Regions from separate parts of the Mus musculus genome. Here region 1 is linked to region 2. A link is a contact called in public Hi-C data. All regions are on one chromosome and are shown on one strand. Each heading gives the region's core, a stretch centred on a gene start, on an enhancer-like site or on the middle of the called end of the contact. The rest is flanking DNA. Distances are from core to core; before and after follow the strand shown.

Region 1 (3,721 bases), core at 700-3,199, 120 kb after region 2:
CTTATACAAGAAAAGGCTTCTAATGTTTTAGAGTTTTCAATATGTGTATAATTGGACCCAGTGCTCACGGGCCTGGGATAGGACAAGCTACTCAAATCGTGGCACAAGCAAGACATGTAGATGAAGGGACAGATAGAGACAGAGATAGAGACAGACATCAGAGTCTCACAATGTTCTTCAAGGGCACACCCTACATGGCTTCAATTCCTCCAGTACCATCATGGGCAAGAAGCCAAGCCTTTTACTCACAGGACTTTGGGAAACTGTCCAGATATAAACCATAGCAGATAGATAGACTGTTAAACAGACCAAAAAAAACCAAAACCAAAAACAAAAACAAAAACAAAAACCAGTACAGAAACAGGTCAGACACCATGAACAGGAATGGCCAATCTGCCGTGCTGGTAGTGATTTTCTTAAAGGGCAAACTGGAGGGAGATAAGCAAAACTAGTACAAAGACGGAAAGGGGAGCTTCCACAAATCCAGTGACCCCCAGGAGTGGAACTTCACAGCAGCAACACAGAAAAAAACCCAACCCAACACAGAAAAAAACCTGGGTCAGGCAAGTCATGTAAAACCTGTAAGATTCTCTTTCTGTAGATTTCCTTTCCTAAGGATTTGCACGACAAAGATTTTCTTCTAAGCACAAAGGGGACAACTGGCAAGCTTTCAGACGGAAATTAATGTGACCAGAAAAGCATCTTAGACAGATCCTTACTGTTGCTGCAAGAAAGATGCTCTTGCCAGGAAGGGGGGAGGGGACTGCTAGGAGGAAATGTCACCAGGCTTCTAGCCTACCATCACAGCTGCCTACACAAGCAGTGGTAGTGGCCTGGGCTAGGGGACCAGATGAACAGTGGTGGCATCTCACAGGTTAGGCTGTCCAGAGCTATCTGCCTCAGTTTATGCAAAACGGATGTTGCACCAACAATACAGCAGATTACTCCCAAAGAGCAATGTGCTTGGAAACAACTCAGCAACCAAGGCCAGAGCTGGAAGCCATTGAGAAGCCAGGTTGGTATGAAATTGGCCTGGCCAGACCAACATGAGACATTCATCCTCTTTTAGTCTGTAAAATGACACATAAAGAAAATCCACTGTCTTCTTCTCTTTTCAAATATTGCAGGAGGCTCCAGGTTCATTGGCTGCAGGGCAGGCTGCAAGGAGAGGCTGTTTGAATCTGCTGCACTACTAAACAAAGATGTACTAGGCTGATTCAGGGTCAATATCTTCCATGCTTCCAAATTCTGTCTTTCCAGAGCTCCAGGGGCATTTCTATCAGACCTCTACACATCGACCTCACTTAAGTTCGATTTTACTTTGGCAATTCTATTCTCTTTATTTGTGTCTAGTAATTGCATGTTTGTCACTCACATCTCACAAGAAGATAAAGTCACCAGAAAATAGCCACAGTATCCCCACCTATGTAGGGCCACAGGTGAATAACTTCAGACTACCTGGGCTAGGAAGAGATGGAACTACCTCAGGGGACCACTGTGACACAGACATACAGGGGAATAGCATGAAATGTGCTTATGGAGGAATCTTCAAGGTGTAGCTAAGCTATCCATTATTCCATGGTGCCTAGAGCTACCTAGAGACTTTAAGCATTTGACATGAAAAATACATCTCTGGACCATACCCAGTCTTTTCATATGCTCTCCAACCTGAGTCCAAACTAAATGCATCCTGGAAGAAATCATGGTTCCTATTTAGGACAGCCTCTCCAGGCAGCCTGGTCCTGTTGTTGATATCTCTCCTGCTGTGGAAGGAAAGCCCCTGTGCGCCAGCCTCAGACATTAGCTCGGCTTACAGAAATGTGTTCCCTTTCAGTAAGGCCGGCTACGATCCCAGGTAATTCCTCTAAGTGCACGCTTAAACCCCAGCAGCTGTTCCAGATCGCCACAGTGAAGATGACGCCACCGGCTGCTGCCCAGACACAACTGGGAAGATGAAGCCACCCAGCTGCTGGTTTCCTAACCCTGACATGCCACCAAAATAGCAGCCCAGGGCTGTGTATGGGTCCTTCCTTCAACACGCAGGCCTGTACCGGATCTGAGTCTAAGACCAGGAGGCTCAATATTGCATGCCTTATTGGTATCAATAAGATACCAGGTTTCCTTATCCTTGAAAGGCTCTTAAGGAGACACTGTGAATGGACTGCCAGCTCCCACTCACGTTCAAAGCATCAGAAAGATGCTCAAGATCACAAATAAAAAGGCAGCAAGGTCAGGCTTGAATTCTGATCCTCCAAGTGGACAACGCAGACTGTGCCCATGTGCCATGCTACTGCCTGTGTCTATAAAAGCCAGTTTCTCTTCTTCTCCCAAAGGAGCCTAGCTATCTCAATTGTCTTTTCCACACCCTGAACAGCCACGTCAACTGAGTACATAAATATGCTTTGTTGTTGTTATCAAAATTGTATTTTCTTACTGGATCCAGTCGGATGAGCGTGTTTACACCTGTGAGTTAGCTTAGGAAGGGTTTTTTTCCATGATGTCATGTGGAAATGTGCAACTCATGGAGGGAACTGCATACATATGAACATGCAAGTCCTCACATGTTCCTAGCCTCTGAGCCTAAATGAACTCTCCAGATGTTTCCATAACTCAGGTGATTGCAAACTGGCTGGTACTTCCCCGGTAGCAAAATAAATCTGTCTAAGGAGTTTCCATTCAAAAAAATAAAAGTAAAAAACAAATCCAGAGGGATGGCACAGTCAGCAAAGTGCTTGCCTTGCTAGCATGGGGACCTGTGTTTAATCCTTAAACATGTGTAAAGAAAGTCTTGAACTTTGAGAAAGGAAGGCTTGGTCATGACCAGGGCATGGTCACAAATGCTTACAATCCCAGTGCTGGAGAAGCAGACACTAGCAGATCCCTGGGCTTCTAGATCAGCAAGTTACAATCACTCGAAAAGGAAAGGAGAGAACAGGGAAAAGAAATGCACTGCCCAGCAGTATCTGAGAAATGACAACCAAAGCTGTCCTATACTTCCATGTTTCCAGGTACATACAAACTTACATACATACATGCATACTCATATAAACACATACCAACCAAGGTATCAATAGCAAAACTGCCTCTTTCCCAACATATTAATAAATGTTAGCCATGGTTCCCTGAGGAATAAGAAAGATACTAAGCATTTTATTTCTCCTACTGCCCCCAATGAGGGCTGAGCAAGTGACGTCATGATTTGGAGAGGAAGCCCCTCCCATTCCAACTCTGCCTAGCTTCAGTGTTCCTTACAGTCTGTTATCCAGACTGATGCATACACACTCTACCCGAATCTTCTCCATGTGATTTAGGGTCATGTGCAAGGTCAAAGGACAAAGGATGATGCTCCAGGAGCAGGCCAGGTCCTGGGACAGTGATGAGCAAGAAGCCTGCAGAGTCTGAAGCCTGAAACTCAACACTCAAGAGTTTCTGCTGAACATTAGTATGAGCAGTACAGTACTTTCCTCTGCTCTCAGTTCCTTACCTACAATATTATAAAAGCTTTGCACACTTCTTTTTTCTTCTTTTCTGACTTGTGTACGTATGTATGATATACATGTGCATGTGTGTTCATGTCTATGGGGTACACTATGTGTGGGTGACGGTGCAGAAGACTGTATTAAGCACTGTGCTGTGAAATCATGCTTGAGGCTTGGTGAAGACAAATTCTCTCTCTCTCTCTCTCTCTCTCTCTCTCTCTCTCTTTCTCTCTAACACACAC
Region 2 (3,701 bases), core at 1,046-3,545:
GCTGTATTACTGAGTGTCTTAAACGGACATATATAAGTGATATATATGCTTTATTATATAATATGCAATCCTGTGCTAAGAATAAGAATGGCAACATGGTCTGGGTGGTGCATTGTAAGAGATACAGATCAGGCCCCTGGTAACCACTCTGGTTTTCAATCACCATGATGCCAGCAGTACCATGCCCCCACCCTCAAAACTTTGTGCAGTACTTCAGTAGTCTTATTTCTTGTATCTATCTTATCCCAAATCCCAGTCAGTGTGAAGGCAGTATACCTCCACTTTCCAGGATAAGGGAAAGGCTGTTCACACCTAATGGTCCTTTTCATCTTTGTAGGACTGTTTCCTGAGAACGTTCATTAGTTTCTGTGGTGGCTCATGAGTACAATGCTTGTTTCCCAGGGTGATAACCTATGTATTAAATCAGACAGAGGGACCTCCTAGTTTTTGACTAAAATGACTCTTCCGTAATAGGCAGGAAGGTTTGGGACTCCACCCAAGGGCAGTTACTAAGAAGCAAAAGCATCGTATTAAATGTTTTCTCCTGCAAGAGTGGACAGGTTCTTTTGATTGTTTTGGTTGGGTTGTTGTTGTTACTATTATTGTTGTTATTGTTAATGTTATTAATTTTATAATCCAGCATGCCATTGCTCTGTTTTCAGTTTCAACACTGATGCTTCCCATGAGGCTGCATCATTTATTGATTTCTAAAGTCCCTCGGTTCCTGCCCTTCTCAGAATTATAAGGCGGCAGTCTGTCAATGTCCTTCACAGACTGAGTGGAGAACAAGACCCAGTCACAAAGGTCACAAAGCCAATCGTCAGCTCAGCTGAGAAGGCTGGGATGCGCCAGCCCATGGACCTACTCAGGACGGAGATTTGCATGTGGCTCTCATGATCTGGACATACTGACCATTCTCAGCAAGCACATCTCAGAGCCAAGAAGCAAAACTTTCCCCTCAGCAATAAGTAAGTATGGTTTGAATGAGAAATCTGGGGCTAGGTGGCATCTAACTGAGGATATGCACACACGAGGGTACAATTACACAAGGCATCCAAGAGTGTGTAGGTGATCACTATATGTTATATATTAGAGATGCTTATGTTCTAAATATGTGACAGTTGTTTTCAAACCCAGGGCTTTGCAGGATGCAAGTACATCTTCCCACAACATTTTTAGAACATTATCTAACAATGTCTACAAAATAAATTATTCATGCTCTTTTACTTGGCAATGCCTCTTCTGGTAATATGGAAATATCTATAGGAATGGAATTTCACAAATACATGGATGATAGTGTTTATGAAAATATCGTTCAGGCTAGCAAACAAAACATCCAGGCGATCCATTAGAACCTAGAGCTAGGTCTACTACACAACAAGCAGATAACGGAAATTTCCCAAATGGCTATAAAATTTACCTTATTATGGTGCTGAAGGGATGGCCACCACGTGTTACTACAAGAGCTAAATTGCAGTGGAATATGGTTATTTGAAACAATTTCTCATAGGAACATCAGTACCCCTCTAATGTTTGGCCATAAGTGCACATCCATTTACTTATGCATGGGATGAGATGAGTTTGCAGAAAGGTGTGTTAATAGTCGGCATCTTAGGGTGGGGGTTGGGGACTCATGGAGGACAAAAGGAGGAGAAATGGCCTGGTGCTGTTTTCTTTTTTGGTAGTTGAAAGTTTTTAATGGTTAGAACATGTATTTTTTTTGTGTGTGTGAATCCCAGGGCTTTTTTTTTTTTTTTTTTTTTGAAAAATATAAGTTGTCCCGTATGAGCACCAAAAAAAAAAAAAAAAAAAAAAAAAAAAAAAAAAAAAAAAAAAAAAGAAAATTTAATTAATTAATTTTTTAAAAAGCCAAACCAAACCAAAATAAAAAAAAACAAACCTACAAGTAAAGACAGGGAATTCTGGGTAAGTACTCCAATCCTCAGTTAACTAATGGAAGCAAAACTGTTTTCATGTTAATTATAACTTAGACACAGCATCAAGGAGGAGCTGGGAGCTGTCAATTTAATCTTTCTCAGAGCTGGTTGCTTTTCATGACTAATTGTTTTACTGTGCTGGTCTTAATTCAGGAAGTGACCTGATAAGCCAAGCACTAAGGAACATTCTCCCAGCAAGGGAGTGGAGTAACCCGTGATTCCACTTGAGATGTTTCATCTTGTACGGCTTATCCCAGAAATTGCAACTATAAATAAAGCCCAAGTGTGACAGGTGGGACTTCTGGGGCACGAGATCCTGCCACTCTGACGGTTGGTCTCATTCCCATGGGCTTCTTTAACCAGTCCTGACTCTCAATTCCTGAATGACAAGTGACATAAGAGTGAACTGTAGAAGTCCCAGCTGTGACAGTGATGACCACGGGACTTAAACAATGATGAAACTATACCGTCTAAAGCTCTGCCTCCACAGATTCTCCTGGGCTGTCGCCATCCAGTTCTGACACCCCAAGAACATCATCCATGGCCACACGCAAAACTGCCTATGCATAGCCACAGACCAGCAAAAGAATCCTTCCTGGACCCTATATATCTTTAATCTATCCTGCTGAAGAGCCAGTGAAACGGCAAAAGAGACCGACTTACCAAGCCAACTTCTGTTTAAGTACACAGACACAAACACAGGAGGGACTGTGAAGAAATCTACTACTGAATTCACTTCCAGCCAGAACCACAGCTTATCGTTGGCTGCAATAAACTGGAGGGAAAGAGAAAATAAGACAGAAAAACAAAATGAGAAGCACGGTGTCAGCATTTAATATATGTCCTTTTGTCAAAGGATAAATGTTGGGTTTCTATGGGGTCTGCGGGGCGACACTCTGCTCTTCACCTAATCTCATGCTGTTCTGTACATTAATCACTAGCTTGATTTGGAGAATCCACAGCCTTTTGTAGGAAGTGACTGACTATATGCCACATTAGCCTTAGGGAATGATCAGGCGATGCGATTTTCTGTGGTTTCCAACAGATGCCTAGAGAAGGTTTAATTCATCTCAGCTTCTTGGCCTTTCTGATACAAATCTAACTATGAATAAAGCACATATATGTGCACTCACATTTATGTGCACAATTCAAATTTTGCACACAAAAAAAATCTCCATAAGCCTAATCTAGTGTAAACTCCCTAATCCTACAAGCCTTCACTCCTCCTTGACCCCCACGTCCCACCAGCCTTCACTCCTGGTTAACCCTGATAATTGCAGTCTCGACATTCCTAAATATACATTTGTGAGCTTAAGTGTTTTTCAATGTACTTTGTAATAGAAAAAAATACAGTCATGTTTGAATAGCAATGAGTCAGCGTACCATTGCTTCAAACCCTTCCTTGAACCAAAATAAACCCATGTTTCAGAAAGCTCTCAGCTAAGTAGATCTTGTCCACAGACCCTAAACCAGAACACAGGTCTCTTGTCCACCACAGAGACCTCAGGCTTCACCTTGCCTAGGAAAGCAGTCGTGGGTGGAGGGTTATCCATACGTTTAGGATTCTCATGCCCCACTGTGGTACTACTGGAAGATGCTGCCAAACTTACCCGCAAGCCAAAGTAGAGGAGGAAGAACACGTTGAAAGCCATGTCGATCTGTAATGTGAAATCTTTGTAGAAATTCTGGCAGGATTCTATTGGGCTATTAGACAGGAAGAAGAAAAAGCAAGAGGTAAATAAAAGGCCAAGAAAATATCGCCAC

What was found. A called contact is a pair of places that touch in the nucleus more often than the background predicts.
Region 1: a contact with region 2 is called in a Hi-C map of myocytes, with 2.7 times the contacts expected there. The contact joins two enhancer-like sites. A contact is called at or near these places in 7 of 484 Hi-C or Micro-C datasets (cerebellar granule neurons, forebrain, frontal cortex and 3 more) and 3 of 115 datasets of contacts at active chromatin or transcription factors (the 230-238 cell line and large pre-B cells).

What each region holds. Positions count from the first base shown.
Region 1 is chr14:23,705,117-23,708,837 of GRCm38.p6, forward strand. All of the region lies in intron 2 of Kcnma1 (potassium large conductance calcium-activated channel, subfamily M, alpha member 1), which reads right to left. Among named protein-coding and RNA genes, the nearest start is that of Gm51422, 57 kb to the left of the region's middle. Within about 2 kb of position 1,950, at least 12 of the 459 cell types and tissues checked have an H3K27ac peak or open chromatin away from gene starts, as enhancers often do. A contact at or near this core is called in myocytes, where this site is marked.
Region 2 is chr14:23,588,041-23,591,741 of GRCm38.p6, forward strand. It overlaps Kcnma1 (potassium large conductance calcium-activated channel, subfamily M, alpha member 1), which reads right to left. Exons shown (of 28, transcript NM_001253364.1): 4 at 3,548-3,641; 5 at 2,601-2,712. It overlaps Gm51422 (a long non-coding RNA gene), which reads right to left. Exons shown (of 2, transcript XR_003951126.1): 2 at 3,642-3,701. Among named protein-coding and RNA genes, the nearest start is that of Gm51422, 60 kb to the right of the region's middle. Within about 2 kb of position 2,296, at least 6 of the 459 cell types and tissues checked have an H3K27ac peak or open chromatin away from gene starts, as enhancers often do. A contact at or near this core is called in myocytes, where this site is marked.